2 separate regions of the Zea mays genome follow, and region 1 is linked to region 2. A link is a contact called in public Hi-C data. All regions are on one chromosome and are shown on one strand. Each heading gives the region's core, a stretch centred on a gene start, on an enhancer-like site or on the middle of the called end of the contact. The rest is flanking DNA. Distances are from core to core; before and after follow the strand shown.

Evidence for each region. A called contact is a pair of places that touch in the nucleus more often than the background predicts.
Region 1: a contact with region 2 is called in a Hi-C map of tassel, with 5 times the contacts expected there. The contact joins the promoter of LOC100216874 here to the promoter of opr4 in region 2. A contact is called at or near these places in 16 of 25 Hi-C or Micro-C datasets (bundle sheath, ear, endosperm and 5 more) and 1 of 3 datasets of contacts at active chromatin or transcription factors (seedling).

Annotation. Positions count from the first base shown.
Region 1 is chr8:138,639,295-138,646,828 of Zm-B73-REFERENCE-NAM-5.0, reverse strand. It overlaps LOC100216874, which reads right to left and starts at 2,655. Exons shown (of 2, transcript NM_001143263.1): 1 at 2,364-2,655; 2 at 1,274-2,268. The coding sequence starts at 2,591. The coding sequence ends at 2,185. MMT1 (Methionine S-methyltransferase) reads right to left here. Exons shown (of 12, transcript NM_001111471.2): 5 at 7,271-7,459; 6 at 6,951-7,139; 7 at 6,635-6,871; 8 at 6,411-6,545; 9 at 6,008-6,328; 10 at 5,718-5,897; 11 at 4,540-5,505; 12 at 3,906-4,435. The coding sequence ends at 4,127.
Region 2 is chr8:138,439,698-138,447,079 of Zm-B73-REFERENCE-NAM-5.0, reverse strand. It overlaps opr4 (12-oxophytodienate reductase4), which reads right to left and starts at 2,094. Exons shown (of 1, transcript NM_001112361.2): 1 at 301-2,094. The coding sequence starts at 1,758. The coding sequence ends at 607. LOC100193970 reads right to left here. Exons shown (of 23, transcript NM_001350108.1): 2 at 7,329-7,382; 3 at 7,038-7,249; 4 at 6,816-6,965; 5 at 6,598-6,731; 6 at 6,302-6,411; 7 at 6,112-6,218; 8 at 5,881-6,019; 9 at 5,628-5,744; 10 at 5,266-5,373; 11 at 5,095-5,166; 12 at 4,583-4,705; 13 at 4,330-4,495; 14 at 4,129-4,253; 15 at 3,917-4,054; 8 more. The coding sequence ends at 2,451.

The DNA of each region.
Region 1 (7,534 bases), core at 1,406-3,905, 200 kb before region 2:
AAATAAAATTTTAATTTGAGACGGAGTACATTTTATTGATTTGCAATGAGCCTACGTTTCCATCAGCTGTACAGCTTCTTCATAATCATGGTGAATTTTGGACCCCGTTTTAACGTGTTGGGAGGTATTGCTTTATTCGCATCATTAGTGCCAGCCTGCTGCGACTCCTGTCGAGGTCACCTCGGCACCAGCCTATTTGCGATGTACCCAGACGACCTCGGTTGCCTGCCATGTCGTTAACTGTGTCGCTACACAACCAAGGAGCATTACAAATATTCAGCCTGGAGCACATAATGCTATCCAAACAGAAACATCCACCACTCTACCGGGATCCCATCATTGACTAACCCTTTTCTTTCCTGCCAGCTCTCCCATTTTTTAATAACAAATAACAAAAAATGCATCCCTGTCACCAATTGGTCACGTAGGCCAAACATCCACGTTTCAACCAGATAGATCTGCCACAACCAAAGTCACAGCGCCTGAGCAGCAGTGTTCAACTTCTCGGCGATGCTGATTTGTGTCCTTGTGATGCTTGACAGGTATACCAGCGCAAGGTTATCCTGTGGGGTCGGTTATTGTTAATCCATCAGCAAGAAAAAGCACGGTGGCTATCCTACACTGCCATCAAGAGCCAAAAAAATAATTTACCTGAATCTTGTCATTGAAAAGCTTATCGAAAGCAGCTGGGGACAATTTCGGCATTGAAGCAACAGATTCAGAGACCAACCTTCCGATTCTGTTATCAGGTGCCACGCGTCCTTCCTTCAATGTCATATGGAGGTTACTCACCCGCGTCCAAATAAATCAAAATAAAATAGAAAAAAACAGATGCAGGAGAGTGAGTGAGAGAGAGAGAGATCCGTACCACAACATCATCGACGTATTTGTAGATCTCATCAATAAGAATGTAAAGCTTCTCCATTGAGGACTCCATTCCTTCCAGATCATTGGGGAGCTTCTCTACCATCGTAGATTTCAGGATCTCAACTGTACCAAAAGATAGTAAGAGTGATGGAAGTTTGAAATGTTCTGCTACTAAAATTGAGACTGTATTATGGTTCTAACAAACAGCAGCTATTTGCGAGAAATCAAATACAGCAATGGAAACAGAGGCATTATTACTATCCAACTACTGCTGTGGCTATGGCTATTCCTGAGAAGTTCAGAAACGTAACTGAAATACTAATTAATACAAGTGCAAAATGAATTTTTCCCCAAACAGCAGGAAAATATGTGTTAAACCAATACTTATAAAAACATAAACGAATTTAACACTGCAAATACTGCAAGCCTACAGCTAGCAGGATTGATGGGTTCTCATTCAATGCGGCAAGTTCATTCTTCTATGCCATTTACATATTTCTTAAAGTGTTTCTGCTCTTCAAAATTCAGTCCGGTAATCCAAAACAATCATCAATATATAATACACGATGAATGAATTAGCATACAGGAAAGTGACACATACATCCAGCCTTTTCTGCCCCGATCATCCTAAGATCCAGAGGGATTTCCTGAAATTGCGCAGCGAGTTGCCTATCACCGAGGGACAGGTTGGATGAGACGTAGGCTTTGATGGAAGCTTCCCCCCTAGTGAAGCCGGTGTCGACTGTAAGATGGATGGGGCTTTGTACTTCCCTTGAATAGAACTCATGGATAAGCGTACTTCCCCCAGAAACACCAAATCCAGTCGAGAACCTACACAAGTAGATAGGTAACATACAGGTTTGAAAAGTTCAGTAAGGATACTTGGCAAACCAATTCACAGGCTTTCCAAGCCGATTTTTCTAGTGTCTGAATGTGCTTTCGATGATATCAAAGCAACTGACACTGAATATAGCTCTGAGCACATCGATGGTTGTTAATCACAAAGATGGAACTAATTACTCTAGAGTTATTCTGTCCTCGGCTGCTATCTGCCTTGTAATGTCAAAGCAGTATCCTAACAACGAGATGTACAGTGCATAATGTGCATTTGATAAGAAAAATGGGTGCATCCACTCAAAGTAATTCAGCCCAAAAAAACACACTATGCATTGGGGGATTCAGTTGTTGCATATAAACGGTGCCCAATTATATAATCATTAGGAGCACTGGCATTCACATATGTGTTGATATACCGATGGAGCCAGAAAAAATAAATAAAACGAGGGTGTGGAATCGTGAGGCGATGGGGTGGGTTGCTCACCATCCGACGATGACTTCCTTGGGGTTCACCTTCTGGTGCGAGGCGTACATGTTATGGTGGTAGTCGATGTCGATGGCGACCTGCATCACCGCCCAGCATCAGCAAGTGACCCAATGCGATGGAATGAAGGAATGAATCGATCCGTGAGGTGGTTGGGGACGTGATCCGAACCGACCTGGTCGGCCGACTCGCTGTGGGGGACCACGTAGGAGTTGCGGACGTGGACGGTGCCATCGGGGAGGAGGGATCCAAGGAGGGTGCCGATGACACGGTCTGCCTGGTCCGGTCGCCGCACGTAGCTGTCGCAGACGTTGAAGAGGACCACCGCCTCTACCTGCGCGGATGACGGCGGAGAAGATGCCGAAGAGGGCGAAGGGAATAGGAGAGCTGGGGGTGTCGCCATGGCCGAGTCGGAGTCGTGCTACGGCGGCGCGACGAAGAGAGAGAAGGGGCCAAGGGCGTAGCGGCCTAGGGTTTCCTTTCTTTCTCGTCTCCTTTCTTCCTCTTCTTCACTTGTTGCATGTCGCCCGGACCGGCCCACTTAATTTGTGTCAGGCCCACCACGGCTTGTCCGGCCGTCTGGAGAAGTATACTGCGCCTGATGCCCGAGCCATCAGCAGCCCATCACACTCGCAGTTGGCAAGTCGGCATTCTGTGGATTAGGGTAATTTGGTTCGATTTATTCGAGTTTATAAAATTTTGGATTTAAAAAATAAGAACTGAAATTTTAAAATAGTTTTAGGAACCGAACTCGAATAAACTCACGATTTTGGTTCGGTCTATTCGATCCACCGAATAGATCCGAATAGTAGAGAGACTTGTATTTTTTATTAAAATATATACAATGAATAATTAATTCGAAATATTATTATTATAACAAGTGACTATAAAAAATATCATACAGAGATATATATACTATCGTTAAGATGATATTATAATTTTTAACTAATAAATTAATAAATATAATATCTTCAGTTTTTTTATATTTTGGGTTATTCGGTCTATTCGGGTTTTAAAGGTTAGAAACCGAACCCGAACTCATACCTCTAAACATAGCATATATAGGAACCGAACTTGAACCCGAATAGACTGACAATTCGATATATTCGGGTTTGAATTTTTATTTTAAAATGCCTACCCCTAGGCAAGTCAACAACAACTGCTACAGGACTAGTACATAGTGGTAGCATATAAATCATTAGTTCGTAATAAGATGTAACAATAGTCATAGATTAATGTTGATCGAACTCCAGTCGGTCGTACGGATGCAAACAAGCTTTGAGGTCCGTTACATTATATGATCCAATTGTATGTTATATATAGGGCTCCTTTAAAAAGCAGGAATTTTAAAGAAATCATACAGGAAATGGGAAAAATTGCCAAAGGGAGCCTTAACATTGATTAAGCTCTTATACCACCAGCTCGTCCATCTTTGTAAAGATGAACTCCCTAACAAGCTACTGTTGTAGCTCGTGTCTGCTTGCACCTAAGGCCTGATGCAGGCCTACATTGTAACCTCCAACAATTTATGTACACTTGTTCCATTCCATCCATCAAATCAGTATTTCCAGTTAAATCAAGCTGCGCAATCCATTCTAAAAACAAAAATTTCCCTCTAATCATGATCCCAACGGTTCACAAGATCATGACCCCCCAGGTTTCTTTGGAATTAATGGGTTACGGTTATGCATGGAACGACAACAAATAGGAGTATATCTTAGCAAATTGTATGTATATATATAATAGTATATGTTTATTCTCCGTGCACAGCACAGCAATTCGAAGACAGAAAGGGCGCATCGAAGCGCCCTATCCATCCTAGTAGTACATTGACTTCACAGCAGGTAGGCTCTTGTTATTCCTTGATATCTCCATCACCTGGAACAATATCATCGCTACTACACAGCACCAAGGTTACGTATAACATGGATTGCTCCATCAGGCACCATTCATCTGAGCGCCTCCCAGAACCAGCTCCTTGAACCGAGCTATGCATCCCATCGCACGCTCGAATTCCCCCCTCTCCAGAGCAAAGCTGAACCGGCAGTAGCCAGGGATCCCCGTCCAGGAGCTGCTGTTTATGCACAGCCCAGTGGCCCTCAGGATGGCTTCCCGGATGTTGCTCGCGTCCAGCTCGCCGTCGAAGCCAGCAGCTTTGAAGGCCTTCCCCATGTACGCGGTGGGCTTCGCCAGCATCGAGATGCCACCGCAACCGATGGCAGCTTCCCAGCCACAGCTCTCCAGTGTCTGTTCATATCATTGTAAAATCACCATGAGTCAGACATTAAGGATAGATAGATAGATGGATGGAATCACACAATGGTTGCAGAGCGTGTGATGAGCTAGCTAACCTGTATCAACTGGTTGGCGCGATTCTTCAGCTCCTCCTTCTGCTCCACTATCAGATCCGAGAAATGCTGGTCCTTCTGGTTCTTAAGCCCCAGCAGCTTCTTGAAAGTGTACTTCAATGTGGTGTGCGGTCGACTCAAGCTAGAAAAACTATGGAACGTCTCAGCCAACGACGAGTCACCCAATATCACAAACCCAAAGTCATGCCCACCTGCAGTCAGCGCAAAGGACAGCTCTCCGAGCAGGACCACAGAGAACGATGGCTCTGAACGCTTCAAAGAGGAAAGGCATCCTGCCAGATTCCACTGCCTCCATCCATCGGTCTCGTACTCCAGGCCAGAGAAGGATGTATCTATCACTACCCTGGCTCCATATTCAGCGCATACGGAGAGCAGCTCTCGGATGTCACTGTCACTGTACAGAAAGCCAGTAGGGTTGATCGTGGGGCCGCAAACATACACCCACGGCCGAGATACATTCTTAAGAGTGTCAGCTAGAACCTTGGGCTCGATCCTGAACCCTGAACTGGGATTTGTCGGTATAGTCACGGTGCTAGCGTTCACAAACTTTGCTGCGGAGACGTAGTGGCCATTGGTGCCCAAGGGGAAAAGCAAGGTGCCCTGTTCTTGCATGCAACAAAGGACGAGCTTGTTGAAGAGTGCTACGGAGGTGTTTCCGTAGATAATTTCTGCACAACCAGCTGCGGATAAACCATAGCTGTCTTTCACCAGCTGTTGGATGCTGGAACGGACATCGGTTTCAGAATCAGTGATGTTCTGCCTGACAAAACTTTCAAAAACAGACGCATTCACTGCTGAAGGTACTGGCAGGAAGCTGCGATCTAAATCCATATGAATAATGCTGGATTCAGCTGAACCAGGAACGAAAAATTCAGTAGCCTTTAGGGTAGACACAGCTGGGTCAGAAAATCCTATCATCTGCTGAGGTATCACTTCCGCAGGTTGTCTCTGAAAAAGAGCAAAGATAAACAAAGAACAAATAAAGGGCACCGTTAAGGTCTGAAAAGGAACACAACAAGACATCCTACCACACATTCGGCTGCGCATTTTGAATAGCTACTATTCAACTAAGGGGAATGTTCAGTAATCATTACAAAAGGGAACTATTGAACATGAAAGTTAATGGTAAGGATGGATTATGGGTGAGGTAAACCCTTTACCTCTTGCTGTGGATGACGGTCAGCAATCTGAAATGCCAGAAGCTCGTGGAAAAGGCAACCATAATAGTGCTGGCTGATCAGAGAAGTGTGGCCTTCCAATAGCTCAATAGTTTGTGATAATGCTTTATATACAGCTGCATCTTCGGAAATGGCAAAAGCAACCTCCAGATCAGAGTACACCTACAAGTTTAGTCCACAAAATCAGATAAAGCGGTTACAAATGGAACAGCATGCCGGTCCAGTGCACCAATGGAAATGGAAATCAATTGTTGTGTTAAAGTTGTAGGCACCTGATTCTTTACTAAACCACACAGTATAGCTGCATGTGACGGTAATGTCTTTCCAGCAAGATATTTCAATACACCATTAGAGCTTGGCAGGCTAGACAACTCCAGATGCTCAGAAATATCCAGGAACAGCCGGGAGCCAACATCTTTTGTTACGTTTAGTAGGTTCTCAAAAGCAGCACTGGTGATAGCCTCAAATTGAGCCATGCCAGTAACAACCACCTGAGGCTGCAGCTTCCTGATCAACTCAATCAGTAAATCTGATTGGCGTGGTGCCTCAATTACAGTAACTGTACCATCGGCGTGATTACAATCTGCTCTTCCCTGAAATTCACAAAAAAATGTGTTCTACAGAACATCCAGACCCATGACAACTCACACAGATATAATGGAGTAACCAAGGTACCTCAATTGCTAAAGATGTTAACCATTGCTTGGGCAAGTGTCTGGTTAAATGTTCATCAACAATTGCAAGCGCCGGTGAGAACAATTGAAGAGCATTCTCTATTGCCACAGAGCGAGAAGGGAACACAACGACATTCTAGTGATAGGAGAAAAATCAGCATCATGTGAATCATAGGAAAGAAACATAGAACAGGTAGATTTTAAGACAATTTAGACAAATCTTACATCAGGAGTTAGAGGAATGTGATGGTAGCTCTTCATAAATCCAGCAACAAGTTTCCTAAAGTTTAGACATCCAGCTGGTGGCTCACAGGGATTTGACTTGTTCTCTTTCAGAAAACTAGCAAGGTAAGCTAGGAAGGGAATTTTTTCCTCAGCTACAGAATCATCGTCAAAGGATAAATCAAGGGAACTGCTGACTTCATGGAATCCATCTTTAAGAAACTCAAATATTTTCTTCACCTGAAAGTTCAATAATAAGAGTACTATTCCAACTGTCACATTATTACTCTTAGAGATCATTAGAGAACACAAAAGTAACCTGGTTGGGCTGGCGAAGTTGACAGCTATACACAGACAAAGCATGTGAAATGTGACCACCAGATTTCATGTATGCCCAGGCTGTGCGAGCACAGATAGGCTGATCCCCAACAAGATCCATGAAGAACTCGAATCGATGTCTGCTGTTTTTCTCAATTTCAACCAAAGCTGAAATATCTGTGTCAGCAGCCTGCAAGCAAACCAATTAATTAGTAACGGTGCTAAACAAAATAAAGCATTGAGAAATAGATGAAACTATAGTCCCTAACCAGAACATACTATAGATGCAGAAAATATTCTGGTGTGCCACAGCCTTACTACCTGCATAATTTTGGTTTGCCAGAGCTTAGTAATGCGAAACCCACGCCGTCGAAATAGACGTTCACAGACACCCTGTCCTGGTCGACCTCCCATGTTGAATACCATAATACCTGAAGGCTTTATGACAGATATCCCTTCTTCCACCGCACGAGCAATCAACCCAAGGCCAAATTGGTCCTCGACAAAACCCTGGATGCAGAAAGATATCGATGTTGGCAAACATAAAAGAAAATCAAAATCCTTAAGCAAAGAAATTCTAATGTA
Region 2 (7,382 bases), core at 845-3,344:
ATATATGTCCTATTACTTAGGTTATACGTGCTTTGTTCACTAGTGCTTTGTTCACTAGTATGTGTAGAAGCTCTTGGTGTATAATTAGTGACAACGCACTTATGGCCAACGTGTCCTAATATACCATATCATGTGGAAATTTGCTTGACCAACCAACCAATCAGGTGCGTTGCCGCCGGTGTTCACCATATTTATTTCGTTCAATCGGCAGCATATGTACCTACTACGTAGTTGACGCAGAAGAATGTAGAATTTCAGGTTTATACTGATTTGGTAGAGCAAGAGTACAAACATACCAAAACCGATCCACCACAAGAAAGCCAGAGCCATTTTTTTTCTGGTGGACAAGAAAGCTGAAAATGGGCCTTATTTGTTTAGCCAGTAGACGGCCCATTTTATGACTGGGCCATCAAAATGATCGTTTAGCATCCAGGGCTTGATATCGTCCTGGGTTATAGTATAAGATGTATAAATTGGCCGGCTGGCATGGATCATGGCATTGGCGTGAACACGTACGTACGTACAGCAGAGCAGAGGGAGGGGAGGGGACTGGGGAGGCCGGGAGGGGAGGGGAGGCCGGCGTGTCGGCGACGGTAGATGGATCATTTATTTGTCGGCGTCGGCGTCGGCGAGAAAGGGGTAGTCTGTGTATCCAATGACGGGGTCGGAGGTGTAGAAGGTGGTGCGGTCGTACTTGTTGAGCGGCGCGTCGGGGAGGCGGAACCTCCGGGGCAGATCCGGGTTGGCCAGGAACAGCCTGCCGTAGGCGACGAGGTCCGTGTAGCCTTCCTCCACCACCTTGTCCCCCTCCGCCCTGTCGTACCCTCCGGCGGCGATGAAGGTGCCCCGGAATGCCTCCCTGAACGGGCGCAGGCGGTGCGGGATCTGGCGTCGGCCGTCAACGATGGCCATCCGTGGCTCGATCATGTGGCAGTAGAGCACACCGACGTCGCTGAGGCTGCGGACGAGGTACCCCGCCAGGGCCTCCGGGTCGGAGTCGTGGCAGTCCATGTAGTCAGTGAAGGGGGAGAGGCGGACGCCGACGCGGCCCGGCCCGACCTCGCCGGCGACGGCGCGCACGACCTCGAGCGCGAAGCGGCAGCGGTTCTCGAGGGAGCCGCCGTACTCGTCGTCCCGGTCGTTGGCGCTGTCCTTGAGGAACTGCTCGATGAGGTAGCCGTTGGCGCCGTGGACCTCGACGCCGTCGAAGCCCGCGAGGAGCGCGTTGCGCGCCGCGCGGCGGAAGTCGTCGACGATGGCGGGGATCTCGCGCGCCTCCAGGCGGCGCGGCGGGGAGAACTTCTCGAGGTGGCCGTCGAAGCTGAGCTGCGGCGCGACGGCCCGGTCGGTGCTGGAGATGGGCGCGGCCCCGCCCGGCTGGAGCGCGGTGGTGGAGACGCGGCCGACGTGCCAGAGCTGGCAGAAGAAGACGGCGCCCTTGGCGTGGACGGCGTCTACGATGGGCCGCCACGCCGCCACCTGGTCGGGCGTCCACACTCCCGGCGTGTCGGTGTAGCCCTGCGCCGTGTCGGAGACGCCCGTGGCCTCAGTGATGAGGAGGCCGCCCCGGGTGGCGCGCTGCGCGTAGTAGACGGCGCCGTGCGGCTGCGGGACGTTGCCGTAGGAGCGCTGCCGCGTCAGCGGCGCCAGCACCACCCTGTGTTCCAGCTCAAATGCGCCCATCTTGTAGGGGGTCAGAAGAGGAGGGATGGTGGTCGGAGGGACGATGGTCTCGGGCGTCTGCGTCTCCATGGCCATGGTCGGTGTGATCTGATGATTCAGTACTACTATGTACGTATAGAATGGAGCAAGGAAGGTAAGCAATGGGAGGAGAGATGGACAGTCATTACATTAATTTATAGAGTCGACGATGATGATGCTGCAGCCAAAAGAAAGATGAAGTGAGGAAGACGAAGAAGGCAGGAAGCTGCACGCCGCCGACAGCCGGCGGCTATTCGCAGTCAACAGATGAGACGAACATGCGTCACCTCATCGTCATATTTTCAGTCACCTAATTAATTACGTATTCAGTAAATCAGTATAATATAATACCAACGGTACGGTGACCCCGCCGCTGACGATGCCAAGGTCTTTCCGTTCAAAATATCATTTCCTTCGGAATTTATTAATCAAGCTCTTTTCATCACGAGCCCAAGAAGTGAGGATGGGGTAAGTGAAATACATCCACTCTTTTTCTTGATATGTTCAAGTCTATGTCCAAATTTGATGAATTTTAGAGAATGTTTTTCACGTAACACCACCTGCCCACCAGCTAGAGACCAGCATGACGATGGAACACACAACTAAAGTTACTGTAACCAGTACCACGCATATATATCGTACGACATAATAAAAGGTAGCTCAGCATCATCAAGTACATGGAAAAAATACTCTAGTCTTCACGATATACTGTAATAATAAAAGGTAGCTCTGCCTTAACAGCATCAGTCTTAGCAGTAGAACATGACCCGCTTCACGTTTTCCTTGAGGGCAGGTAATGGCCTCACAGCAACATTCCCAACACCAGCAGCCTTGGTGTTGCGCCCCCCTGGTGGAGGGCCACGGCTTGCCATAGATCCACTGTCACTCGTATCTGGCTCCATGTAGAACCGAGCTCGGAAGGCTGCCAGGTGAGCATAGTATGCAGGAGGAACTGCAACCGATCCAAATTGCGGGTCAGCATTCTGTGTACCTCAACGGTGACCAAGAAATTGAACTCAAATGCCAACTAGAACTTACCAATCGATACTGAGCGTGTGCACCTAGCATACCTGAAAAAGGTTCATCTTCAGCTTTGAAATCAATCAAAAGAACTAAAGCAATGGACGGGAGCAGTAAAACGTTACGTGTAACACAAGTTGTTGGTGAGAGTTTGCAACCCATCAGCCGTAAAGTTGTTCTCATCCCACAGAACATGGTAATGGGCAGGGCGGCTTGTTCCCTGAAAGGACCCCCCATTAGCTTGGTAAAACAAGTAATGAGATTCAGATATGGGACAGGGAAACCCAACCTGAATGCCAGCATGGCTGCACAGGTAGAAATCAAACTCAGTTGGATGGCAGATCTTCGAGTCCACCACGGTGCCTATATTTCCACAAAAAAAAAGAGTTTTAGGACATTCAGAATTTCAGATTATAAAATAAAGCTTAAAATGCAACGAAGGACACATCGAGAACTAACCAGGCAGTATGTTCCCGCTTTTATCGACAGCACGATTATCATTGTGATTATTAGCAAACAACCTGGTGTGATGACGCTTCTGGACCACGACAAAAGTAACTGGAGGCTGGTAGTCAGACTCCAATGACGCACAGGCCTATATCCATAGTTTCACAATGGTGGTCAGAGATAAAAAATAAAGTGAAGCCAGTTACCAAACTAATGCATTCAAATCAAGTTCACCTTTCTAATGGCATCAAGTTCATACAACAGAACTTGGTAGAATTGTCCCTCACTGACGCCATCCCTGAAAGTGATAAAGTGTTTAATATACAGGGAGTGGCAGTCAGAGAAGGTGCTCATGAAAGGATACAAACCTGTAGAATATGATCCTCTTTGGTTTCTGTCCAGTTGCCCTCCAGAAAGATATGAGAAGCTCCCTGCACAACCAACAAAAGTTATGTATCTGGAAGAATCCAAGCGTGTAAGAGTAGGAGCGAATGCATCTCACTTATCTTAATAAAGATCATACCTGATCATGCCACCAGAGACAGTCCCCCTTTCGGGATCTTGCCATACCTTGAAAAGATCCTGTATCAATTCTTGACGATGGGCTTGAGCACTCACCAATCCTGCATACTTTGTAACCTCAGGCCAGTCTTGAGAAGCAACCACCTAGGAGAAAAACAGTGAGAAAAAAATAGTAAAGCTTCAACTGAAAGGTAGCATTTCTTTGTCAGGATAGGTCTTCACTTACAGCTGCAATGGAAGGACTAGAATCTTCCCCAGGATGGGGATGGGTCACATCAGCACCAAAGATAATAGTCGCTATGTCACTGACAAGGGGGATTCTCCTTGCCAAAGCATCAACAAGCACAGTATTCCTTCCCCCAACCTTAAAAGTATGATAACTTTAAGAGGAGAATCGGTGTTAAAATCAAGATTAGAAGAGTTAGCGCAACTACATACCTTCACATTTATTTTCAGGGCAACATTTGCAAGATACTGCTGCTTGTTCACCTTGAAAACATGTTTAGTCAGACAGCATTGGGAGACCAATCCAAGATTAGTCTCACAGATCCTTTTGACATCCCCTGAAGAATGAGAAGAAAATTAATAGCAAATCTTATTCATTGAGCAAATGCCCAAGCCTTTTGGAAGAAAACATACCGTAAAGAGAACCATTATTGTCAGGCAGTATAACAATCAGCAAGTCGAGTTCTCGGCCCTGAGGCCCGAGTATGTTCATCGCATCTTGATAGCGTCCCTTTAGTGCTCTTTCAACAAGTTCAGGCCTTGCATAGCAAGGTGACAGCACAGGTTCAAGTACAAAATCCTAAAAGAGAGTAAGAAGAGCAAATAACACAAATGAAAATCAAAATGACAAACAGATGTATATTCAAGTTCCGAGTGATACGCATACCATTCCTGATACTTGGCACATCAAAGCCAATTCATGACAGAAACTCCCGGCAGCACCATCTTGCACATTCCGTGAGAAGTTAATGCATGCCCAGCTGCTAACTCTACCACCATTGACCATTTTCTACAGCAATAAAGAACATTTTAAAAACAATCATGAGAAAAGTTGCAAAATGCTTAATGATCAATCAGGAGAACACAAAAGGGAATAAGTAGAAAAACAAAGGGTGAGCTACAGAAAATAGATTAAGTTTATGTTAATACGATATTAAAGGCATATGAGTATTAACCTAAACGGGCAATTTAAGTGGCGAGTGGCATAAATATTAGACATAAATTAACTAACAGGGCGATTGCAAACGCAGGCAATACAAGAGCAAAATTTCAGATAAACTAGACGCTCATGATAGAATTTTCCCATGTAAAACTACACAAGCACATGGAATTGTGAGATAAGGGGATGACAGAAACAATATGAAACTGTCTTGGTGGCATAGTCATAACGAGACATACCTTATTCATCATGTTCCACTGGCCAATTTTTGGCAATACATCCCTTTCTCTGCCACTATCATGGTATTTCAGCTATTACATAGAAAGAAGAATACCAGGTCAAAGTATGCCGAAATATGCAAATCAACTGTTATGTGCTGTTAAAATTAAAGCAAGGTGAAACTCGCTGACCCTTGGGGGAGGCAGAACACGAGCTTCAACCGATGCAAGACGCTCATCAATCGTTATACCAAATTCCTGGGCATAAGGATCCTTGGAGTAGGCATTGTGATACACAGTCTGATCAAATAGGTGAGACAAACAAGAGATTTAGAATCATCAGTTCATTGGTTTATTTTTGTGAAGGCAAAATCTAATTAATCAAACAAGAGAAACAAAATATTCCATATATTTAGTCATTATATATGCATCAATAATAACAAATATGTAATTTTGCAGAAGAAGGGCAGGCCTGGTGCAGTGGTGAGAGATGTCTCACTAAGTCACCAGGTCACGGGTTAGAAGCAGACTCCAAGAAATATGATCACAATCACCTCCAAGATGTCCTTCTCACGTGCTTGGGGACGTTGGCAAGTCACCTTCAGTAGAGCAGTGATCTGTTTATCATTAAGTCGTTTTGAGTAGCGCTGCCCCTCAACTATCTTACAGACCTGGAAATTTCAATGCCATAAGCAACATATGAAAACATGCTGAAGCTGGATATAGCATTTAGAAATCATATGAATAGATAAGCATAGTGCAATAATTAGTATAGTGATTGTAATACAGCTCACAGAAGACACTAACCTCCATAGGCAGATAATTTGGTCTTTGCTGATTGCCCACTTGCAAACAAGGTAAAGTGGTGTGCTGAATACTGAAACCATAAGTCTCCAGGAAGTATTGCACCACAGTCTTAACAGTACCACGATCATCAATAGGGAATCTATCACAGAAAATCCATTGAAATCCTGTCAGCACATTATACCTTAATACCTTATGATATCAACTGATATAAACTAAGAAACATGCACATACGATAACTCCCTTGTTGCTTGTGGAGTAAGGCCAGATATCCGATATTTCCTACGCATGTTTCCACGGTGTGTGACCTCCACTTTCACACCTCGTAGGGCTTTTTTAATCTATATATACAGAGGAGCGCAAATGGGAAGTAACAGAGCATAACCAAAGTTTCTAAGAAGAAAAGTGGGGTAATAAATCAAACCTTCACGCGATCAGAATCAGACAATGGTCTAACTGAGATATCTCTATTAAGAAGCTGAGAAACAAAATCAATTACAGGGAGGGCCTCAAAAAATGCAGTAGAGGACATATCTGCGAAATCAGAAAATATTTCAGATAAGACCAAACAGTGATGCCACAAACTACATCCAAAGGCATCATGATCTAAAATGTATTGTGTTCCTAACTATAATGATCAAGAATCAAGTTTGGAAAGTAGAAGGTCGATGACCCCCCTTCCCAAATGGGGAAAAACACTTGAGAACAATGGTATCTAACCAATATTCAGAGAAAGACCCATCTGTGTGGGCCTTATGCTTTGGTAGAAACCACGCCAAGTTTCCAAACCTTCACCAAGTTGCTGAGGTCTCCCTAACTTGGGAGAATAAAATGATCTACCAACAGGACAATACCTACACAGGGAAAATGCAAATTACAATGGAGATTTTGCCACAGGAAAATAACTCTTAACAAAATACCGTTCACTCAAAGATTACTTGGCAGTAGGCATTTCACGTAGCACGATGTCAAGTACTTGAAGAGCCTCTTGAGGGGCATCTGGCTGCCTCCCAGCAAGAAACATAGCCAGATGGTGGAGATCAGCGCGAGCAGCAAATTTGATGGTCACCCGAAATACCCTCTGGCGCCTTAAAACAGAAGAAATATCGGTAGGAGATTTTGGATATGTTTTAAGCACAGATGCAACAGCACAACATTACCTTTGGCCTCCACCAAGACTGTCTTCCTCATCTTGCAGAGTAATTTCGAATGTCTTCGAAGCAAATGGCAACGCTCCAGCTGTATAAAGACTCTTCCTTCCATCATATGCAGGCAGACGCCCATCCAAATGGGAGTGTCTGTAAAGTTTTACTAGCTCTGCCATGACAGCACGATTGACGCCGCGTGAAGTAACCTCAGGTGTTATTGATACCTGATGACAATAGTCTGGTCATCAAAAACCTCATATAAAGACTATGGCGAGGAATTTTGTAATCTTATTATGAGCTTACATCGTATTGGTGAAGGTCTTTATTAGGCAGCTCAGCAAAGAAATGATTTGCCTT